3 separate regions of the Mus musculus genome follow, and regions 1 and 2 are each linked to region 3. Evidence: chromatin contacts called from public Hi-C and HiChIP or PLAC-seq data. All regions are on one chromosome and are shown on one strand. The core of a region is the stretch at or near the end of the contact, and the rest is flanking DNA. Distances in the headings are between cores, read along the strand shown.

Region 1 (2,971 bases), core at 70-2,569, 190 kb after region 3:
TAAAGACATATTATTTTTCATTGCTTTTATTTATGTATAAGTGCATATGAACTTGTCTGTGTGTCTATATGTAGAGGTCAGAAGAAGGCATCTGATCCCTTGGAACTGGAGCTACCAGGAGTAGCGAGCTGCCCAAAGTGGGTCCTAGGAACCAAATCCTCAGGAGCACTCCATGCTCCTAACCACTGAGCTATCTCCCCAGCCCCTTGTTTGCCTTTCTTAAAACCTACCTGGAGAAAGAGGTGATAACTTCAGATTACATTACACTGTACTCTGCGCCTTGTCTTCTGATGAGATTGTCTCCAGCTTTCACAGTTGTAAACATCGCGTCAAAAGCACACAGAAGAGGCCAAAGCAATGATTCAGTGAGGTGCCTGCGTGCTGCCAAGCCGAAAACCTGAACTTGATCCCCAGAGCCCACATGGTAGAAGGAAAGAACTACCTCATGTAGGTTATTCTCTGGCCTCCACACCTAAGCTCACACACACATTAAGCGTGAAATAGAAAAATTTTAAATGCATGTCAAGGGTTGGTGAGATACCTCGGCAGAGCTTGTCACACAAGCCTGACACCTTGAGTTTGCTCCCAGAATCTATGATGGAAGAAGGAAACCAGCTCCTTAAAATTGTCCTCTAGCCTCTGGCCTCTGTATATAGTCCTGCACACTTGCACACACACACACACACACACACACACACACACACACACACTTGAGACATGAGAACACGTGTGCACCTCTACCCAACACCAGGGCTCTGTAATCTGGAAGTATTTAGAAGTTAACTGAGTTTAAGATGAGGATACAGTTACCTAATGCCCACTCTCAATGGCTACCTTACCTGGGGCCTTTAATCCCCAAAGATTTCCACTTATCAACTGCAGATTGTGGGAAGATAGGGAGCTCTCCCAGCTTCCAGGCCTTGGATTCTATGGCAAGGGCAACCACATCCCTACCCCTTGGGATGCTCTCTCAGTGCCAGAGTTTGCATCTTCACAGAAGATGAAGGTTAGAGAGAAGCAATCAACACTGAGCCAGGAAACTGTTCACTGCAGCCACATAACAGGAAAGCAATAAAAAGCAATGGCTGAGGGGAGGGGGGCTGTGACCGTAAGCACCTAGGAAGTCAGAGTTGCGTACCTAGACACAGTGAGGGGACAAGAAACCATTTATCAGAAATCCCTTAGTCCCACAGAAACCAGTGTGTTTTCTAAAATAAAGTTGGACCAAGCCTTCCTACCCCAACATGTGGACTGACACACAGCTGACACAGGCGTCCTACCTGAGGCACCAGCTGGGTCCGTTCCTTGTGTGCGGGAGGAGCCTGCAGCTCAGGAAACAGAATGATCAAACAACCGAAGGGACTGGATGAATAAAAGAAAGAGGGAGAAACCACACCTCCCCCTAGAGCCCCGCCCACATCTGCATTTGGGTACAGATGAAGTCATGGGGCCCGGCAGTATCAGAGATTCTGAGTTCCGTAGGCTTAGCAGGGTGACCCTGCAGTTAAGGGTGTTCTCTCTAACTCCTTCCCTCCATAGATGATCACTTCTACCATCTTCAGTTTCTTGAATTTACCTGCACGTGCCACCCCTAAGTTTCCTAATAGATTACCTTGAGAAGTTTCTAACTTCCCAAGGGGAATAAGAAAGGGGGCAGTACAGACTTCCTATAACAGAAGTTTCAGAAGTCCACGGTGGGAAAGACTTAGGGAGTCTAAAGGAGAACTTAGCGGAAAGCTGGTGGTAGGGTCTACACTTAAGCTGTGTTTGGACAGCACGCAGACATTTATGTTGGTGCTGGAATAGAACCCAGGACCCAGTGCATGCTGGGACAAGTATCCTACCGCTGAGCTACACCTGCAACCCCAATGCTTGCTGTTTTGTTTTGTTTTGTTTTGTTTTGTTTTGAGACAGAGTCTCTCATAGCCCATGCTGACCTTAAGTCCATAAACCTTCATCTCTCTCCCAAATATTGGCATTACAAGTATACACCACTATGCCCAGCTATAAGCACGCCATTTTCACTTATATTTATAGGCATCTTTAGGGTCATGTGGTAGAGATTTTGGAAGGAAAACCTTTCCTTTACACTCTCTTTTACTTCCAATTATTGCTTGGTTACAGTAGAGCTGAGGTTTGGGGCATGGCCACTCCTTCCCTGAAGTCTATCAGAAGATCATGAGGGCTGGGAAAACAGTGAAAGACCATCTGGGGGTGATGCCATTACTGCTCCCCATTTGGTACTGAAGGACAGCTTCTTTAGGAAGCTGCCTGAGAAGTCCCTGAGCAACTCACAGCTGACCCCTGACTTTATTCCTAGGGTTCAGTGGACTGGTTAGTTTGAACTATCAACTAAACACAACCTAGAGTCATCTGAGAAGGGAATCCCAATTGAGGGATTTCTCAGATCAGACAGGCCTGTGGGCATATCTGTGGAAGATTGTCTTGATCTCTAATTGATGTAGGAGGGCCCAGCCCACTGTGGGAGGCACCATCCCCAAGCAGGTGGCCCTGGTCTGTATAAGAAAACTTGGTAGGGATGGAAAAATGGCTGACTGGGTTAAGAGCACAGACTGTGGGCTGGAGAGATGGCTCGGCAGTTAAGAGCACTGACTGTTCTTCCAATTCCCAGTTCAATTCCCAGCAACCAGATGATGGCTCACAGCCATCTGTAATGGGATCCGATGTCCTCTTCTGGTGTGTCTGAAGACAGCGACAGTGTGCTCATAAACATTATACAAACAAATAAAAGAACATGGCCTGCTCTTCTGGAGGACTCAAGGTTGGTCCCCAACATCCACATGGTAGCTTCAAAAGGTCTGTAGCTCCAGTCTCAGGGGAAATCTGATGCCCTCTGCTGGCTTCTGAGGGCAGCACATGCACACGGTGCTCAGATGTCCGTGCAGGCACAACACCCACGTACACAAAATTGCCTATTCTATGCATGTCAAGATGAACTTTTCCTGCAAGT
Region 2 (2,700 bases), core at 106-2,605, 230 kb after region 3:
ACTCTCCCTATAATAATAAATCTTAGAATTCCATATTTGTTCATTTGCTTTGAGACAAGAGACAAGGTCTCACCATGCAGTTCTGGCTTGCTTGGAACTTGCTGTGTAGAACAGACTGGCCTGGAACACACAGAAATCTGCCTGTCTCCACCTCCCGAGTGCTAGGATTAAAAGTATGCCTCACCACAAGCAGCAAAAAAGATTTTTTTAGAGACAACTGAAATGAAGTAAGAAAGGCATATTGGTGTGAACTGAGAATCCCAGAACTTGGAGACACCAATACATGTTCAAGGCTAGCCAGAGCTACAGAGCAAGTCCCTCTTTCAAAAATCTGGACAAACAGGGCCAGGGCGTGGCTCAGCAAGTTGTGCCTGTTGTTAAGCCCGATGACCTGAGTTCAATTCTCAGGATCCATGTGTTGGAGAGAGAAGGGAACTGACTACCAAAAGGTGTCCTCTGATCAATATCAAACAAAATTTTTTTTTTTATTGCATGGAGAAGAGGCTTAATTAAAATTGTTCCTGGAAGAGAAAAAAGTGGAAACATGGTACCCAAGCTGAAAGGACAGGTGGCGGTGGCGGCACTTAAGCAAAGAAATAAAGGTATGACAGGAATCCCTAAGGCCCATCTGGATTCCTTTCCTTTATTGCCCAATAACAACGTGGAATTTATTGCGTTTTTGTTGTTGTTGGTTTTTTGTTTTTGTTTTTTTTTTTTTTTTGGTTTTGGTTTTTCGAGACAGGGTTTCTCTGTATAGCCCTGGCTGTCCTGGAACTCACTTTGTAGACCAGGCTTGCCTCTGCCTCCTGAGTGCTGGGATTAAAGGCGTGCGCCACCACGCCGGGCTTTTATTGCGTTTCTTTTAGCAGACCATAAGCTTTAGAAGGTCAAGTCCTCATCTATTGCATTAATCACTGTATCCCTGGGAAGGAGAGATGGCCACTAAACAGTCGCTGGCGAAGAATAGGCACAACGGTGCTGCAGGGTAGCCCTAAGCACGGAATGAGCAAAAAGCACCCACAAGTTGGAAGCAAGGGATCCCCCCCACCCCAAACAAGCTTCTTAAGGGGGCTTCTGAAATAATATCGGAAGGGTGGAATCAGGCTTCTGGAATATTCGCGAAAGGGGCAGGTGGATTGTACGGACAACGGGGAATGACAGGTGAGCGTAGGACTCTCCTGGTCAGGAGGAGCGGGGCGGCGTGTGGCGCATGCGCACGCATGCCCTCTGCCTGCCTCCTCACCGGGACGCGCTTGCGGGCGAGTGCACGCGCGAGGTCGAAGCGGAAATGGCGCCGCGGGGCCGCGCGTGCGGGCGGCGAGCGGAAGTGGGTGTGAGAGCGGAAGTGGCCGGCTGGAGCCGGGGGCTGGGCGGGGACCGGGATCGTCAAGTAAGGCGGCGGCGGAGGCGGCGGCGGCTCGGCAGGCGGGTTGAAGCTTCGGGGGCCAGGTCGGTCGGGTGGTGGCTGCCTGCTACAGGCAGCGCGTGCCGGGCCAGCGCGTGTGTCCGCCTCTCCCCACCCCGCTCCCCGTCCCCTTCTCCCCTCACCTACCGCACCCAGCCCCCCTCGTCAGGGGCAGCGGGGCCGCTCCCTCCGTCCTACCCTCGATTGCCCACCCTCACCGCCCTTGTTTCTCCTTCCCCTGCCCGGGGCAGCCGCCGCCATGATCCTGCTGGAGGTGAACAACCGCATCATCGAGGAGACGCTCGCGCTCAAGTTCGAGAACGCGGCCGCCGGGTAAGCGCACGCCGGGAGGAGGCCGAGTTGACCCCAGCTAAATCCCGGGTGGCGTCCAGCTCCCCAGCCCTAGAGGGGGACAAATCGGGAACCTGGCGCGGCTTCAGGGTTTCCCTGGCAGGATGGACGTGGGAAGCCACGGGGCGCGGTGAGCCGAGGGCCTGAGATGCGTGGGGAGAGGCTGAGATAGGGATGCGGAAGCAGCGAGAGGACAGGGGCAAGGCGTGCCAGAGAACAGGAGACCTGTAGGACGTGAGGGCAGCCGAGGCCAGAAGTCACGCCCGAGAGCCTACGGTCCTCAGGGGGGAAGAGAGGGGTGCACTTCCCTCTGTCTTTTCCGTCATTGTACCGAACCCAGAGAGACCCTTTTGGGGAAGCTGGATTGAATGGAGTTTTCAGGAATTCCCAGGGCGAGGTGGGAAGAACGTGTAGGCCCAGATCGCCACCAGCATTCTGCTTCCCCACCCCCATCTCTCGAGACCCCAGGAAAAGCAGGAGGCAAGACTGAAAGCAGACCCAGGCTGCTAGGGGGGTAAAAAAAATCTCTAACCTACTGTGAAACTAGCCATTTTGTTATATATCCTTTAGGCAAAGCCAACGGTTCTCCATCCACACTCTCTTTAGCTCTCGAGACAAGCTTGCTCTATTTACTTATTGGTTGTGTGTCTTAAATTCTTATCAAAGACCCCGGTCTTTGATTTCTTCTGTAGTAATGCCGACTGGGTTAATAGCTGCTTCTGCTCCCAGAATCTATAAAGTTCTTAAGATAACCATTTATAACATCAGCATCTTAATATATGGGACGTATTTCCAGCCCTCTCTGTCATACACAAAAAAGCAAACTCCTCCCTTAAAGCCGCGTTGCCTCTCTAATATATTTAAAACCTGAGCAGAGGAATTGGGTTTTAGGTTCTAATTTATGGTGGCCTGTGGCCATTCCTTTGCCTCATTTCCTCATTGGT
Region 3 (2,700 bases), core at 178-2,677:
CTGGCTGGCCAGCAAGACCCAGGGCTCTTCCTGTTACCACACACTGCTGGGAATTCGGGTAAGCATCACTGGGCCTGGTTTTACACGGTGCTGGGATTGAACTCAGGTCTCTGTGCTTGCACAGCAAGCACGTTTCCTACTGAGCCTTCTTCTTAGCTCCATTCAACACACTTTTGGAGCCCCAAAGGCTGGCGACAGCAGACCCTTACCCAGGTCACCAGTAGGAACAGACATCTTTCCTGTACTTCCCTGGGAAAACTGGGGAATGGACTGCAGTGGGAGAGGCTACTATCAGACAGCAGAGAACTTCCTGAATTTGCTGTGAACCACAGGGTGGGTAAGGAAGCTGCATATCCTTTCTTCAATGTTTCCCCCAAAACAGACACGCATGCCTTTCCCTCTCTGTGCACGTGCTACCTCTCGCTGCTGACTGAGCCAAGAAGAGCATGTCCTGGAAGATTGGGAGGCTGGCCCACCTGCCTGGGGACCATGTAGTAGAAATTCATTGGTGGCCTGCTGGGAGGCTAGGCTGGGGGGAGGAGAAAAATGTATCTGTGGGCTGCTGTTCAGAGGAAGGAAATGCCGGGGCTTGGGGATGCCCCAGCCTGAGCCCAGGGCTCGGGGGCAAGAGGGAGGGTGCAGAGTGCAGACTCAGCCTCCAGAGGAACATTCTGTCCAGAACACTTCAAACCCTCAGCTCTAGCTTGCCAGATCTCTCTGCTCTTGTCCCAAGGGAAGTCTGTAATCTGGGCAGTTTGGAGCCAAAAAGACCCCGTGGCATCACATCTACCACCACATTGATGATCTGTGAGGTCACCCAGCACTACCTATCTTGGAGGGGGAAGGGCCTGGGAGGCAGAGGGGCCAACCAGAAGGAACTGGAATTGCTCAGACCCAAGACACAGGGAAGGCTATTCTGGGCTCACTTTTTCCCCAAAATAGAACCATAAGTAGATATGGGGTTGGGTGCTGAGAGGCAGGGGGACAAGGCATAGCATTTGGGGACATTTAGCAGAATATGACAATAGGCTGCATACTGGAGGCATGGCCTCATAACATCCCCATGAGGGCATCCTCTCAATAGAGATAATGACAACAGCAACCTATAGGCAGCAGCAGTGACAGAGGAAGCCAGAGACTCTCACCTTAAAAGCTTGCTTTGGGTCAGCTGCCTGCCCAGGCTTCCTGAGCCTTCATTCTACGTCAAGGTCTCAGGGGCTGGAGAAGGAACATTTGGCTCCTCTTCTGGCAATTTCCCGGAGGGTGCTTGCTTCTATGTGAGCCCAGGTCAGCCCTCCAAAGCTGTGTCCCTGCTATGCTCCACCCCAAAGCAACAAGAGGCAACAAAATGGGCACGGGAACAGCTGGGACTGAAGCAGGATCCTGGGCAGGCAGGAGGCCCAGGTGGCAGGGACGCTGACCTAAATGTTCAGGGTAGATTGCTGCCAAGGTCACTGCCTCTCATAGACACACTCAGCCATCAAGGGGAAAAGAACAGGCTCTGGTGATTAAGTGGAAAGCTATGCTGACTTCCACACACCCCCGAGAGGAGCGCCAAGCAAGTCCCTTCCTGTCTCAGCCCCTCCTCCAAGCCAACCCTAAGGGGCCCAGCACTACACCACGGGCTGAGGCTGGGACACCCAGGACCTCCTCTCCAGCCCCATATCAGGACCAGGCTAGAATACTGAGTATTCCCTCTGATCACAGCTCTCCTCCCACAGAGGACCAGGTCTACCATAAGGCTTTGCCTCCTCCGCATCCTTGAACTAATCTGGCCCAGAAACCCTAAGACCCTACTGGATGTCTACCCTAGTCCCTTCCACCTGCCTTCCCCTTCCTGTCAAGCCACCCCCAGCTGGCAGCAGATTCCCACTCTAAAACCCTGCCATGGGTCAATTGCCTGCTCAAGGACCCATAATGGCCCTTAGTACTTAGCTCTCAAGGTCCTGTTCTCCACCCAGACTGTGAACTCCTCTAAGCCCGGCCCCTCCCTCTCTAGTGCCAGAGTCAATAGCTGGCCCTTTCCTCTCCAGCAGAGTACATTCCCATCCCCATCTTGCCAGTCAGGGCCACCAAGTAGGTGTCCAGACCAAGGTTATACACAAGATCACAGGGTCTACTCTCCCCCAGCGAGAGCAGGCTGTCTGACTTTTATACCATATTTGCTTGCTTGCTTCTGCAATTTGTACCAAGGTGTGTGATCTACCATCTTCTAGAGCTCCCCCTACTCCTTCCTCTAAATCAGCCTGGCCACAGAGAACAGACTTTCCAAGGCGTAGCACAAGTGAGTTCATTTATTCTCCTGAAACCCAGGGCCCCCCCTGGTGAGAGTCTAGAGTTGGGCACAGATGCATTCTATGGTATGGTTTCCCTCTGCCTTGCCTTCTGATCTGGCAACCCTGTGTGCCCTGGTCAGCCATCCCAGGCCAGACTTATACCTCCTGGGCACAGCTCTGCCCCAAACACCAGGCTGCTAAAGCAGGCAGGATCCTCTCCCACTGGTGGTCAAAAAGAAGCTTTGACCTCTGACCTCTGGGGACCATGACACTTGCCTGCCCTGAGAAAAGACAGGATGTGAGCGGGCCTGAGGAAACCCAAGGAACATTCGCTGGCACCCCACACCTAATGGGTGTTAGTGACTAGTGAGGGGTTCCAGCAGCAGACATCAGTTATCAGTTCCCCATCCCAAGACAGCCCAGG

What was found. A called contact is a pair of places that touch in the nucleus more often than the background predicts. HiChIP or PLAC-seq counts read pairs in DNA pulled down with a chosen protein or histone mark.
Region 1: a contact with region 3 is called in a Hi-C map of group 2 innate lymphoid cells, with 2.2 times the contacts expected there. The contact joins the promoter of Cxcr1 here to the enhancer-like site in region 3. A contact is called at or near these places in 3 of 39 promoter capture datasets (the HPC-7 cell line, embryonic stem cells and hippocampal neurons), 30 of 484 Hi-C or Micro-C datasets (B cells, the BV-2 cell line, the Ba/F3 cell line and 16 more), 1 of 115 datasets of contacts at active chromatin or transcription factors (bone marrow-derived macrophages) and 5 of 9 other capture datasets (adipose tissue, embryonic stem cells, liver and 2 more).
Region 2: a contact with region 3 is called in an H3K4me3 HiChIP or PLAC-seq map of bone marrow-derived macrophages, with 2.5 times the contacts expected there. The contact joins the promoter of Arpc2 here to the enhancer-like site in region 3. A contact is called at or near these places in 4 of 115 datasets of contacts at active chromatin or transcription factors (bone marrow-derived macrophages, embryonic limb bud, embryonic stem cells and 1 more) and 2 of 9 other capture datasets (adipose tissue and liver).

The regions. Positions count from the first base shown.
Region 1 is chr1:74,193,312-74,196,282 of GRCm38.p6, forward strand. It overlaps Cxcr1 (chemokine (C-X-C motif) receptor 1), which reads right to left and starts at 1,320. Exons shown (of 2, transcript NM_178241.4): 1 at 1,281-1,320.
Region 2 is chr1:74,235,162-74,237,861 of GRCm38.p6, forward strand. Arpc2 (actin related protein 2/3 complex, subunit 2) reads left to right here and starts at 1,356. Exons shown (of 10, transcript NM_029711.2): 1 at 1,356-1,738. The coding sequence starts at 1,665.
Region 3 is chr1:74,007,229-74,009,928 of GRCm38.p6, forward strand. All of the region lies in intron 4 of Tns1 (tensin 1), which reads right to left. Among named protein-coding and RNA genes, the nearest start is that of Gm39664, 23 kb to the right of the region's middle. Within about 2 kb of position 1,428, at least 129 of the 459 cell types and tissues checked have an H3K27ac peak or open chromatin away from gene starts, as enhancers often do. A contact at or near this core is called in the HL-1 cell line, the HPC-7 cell line, adipose tissue and 6 more, where this site is marked.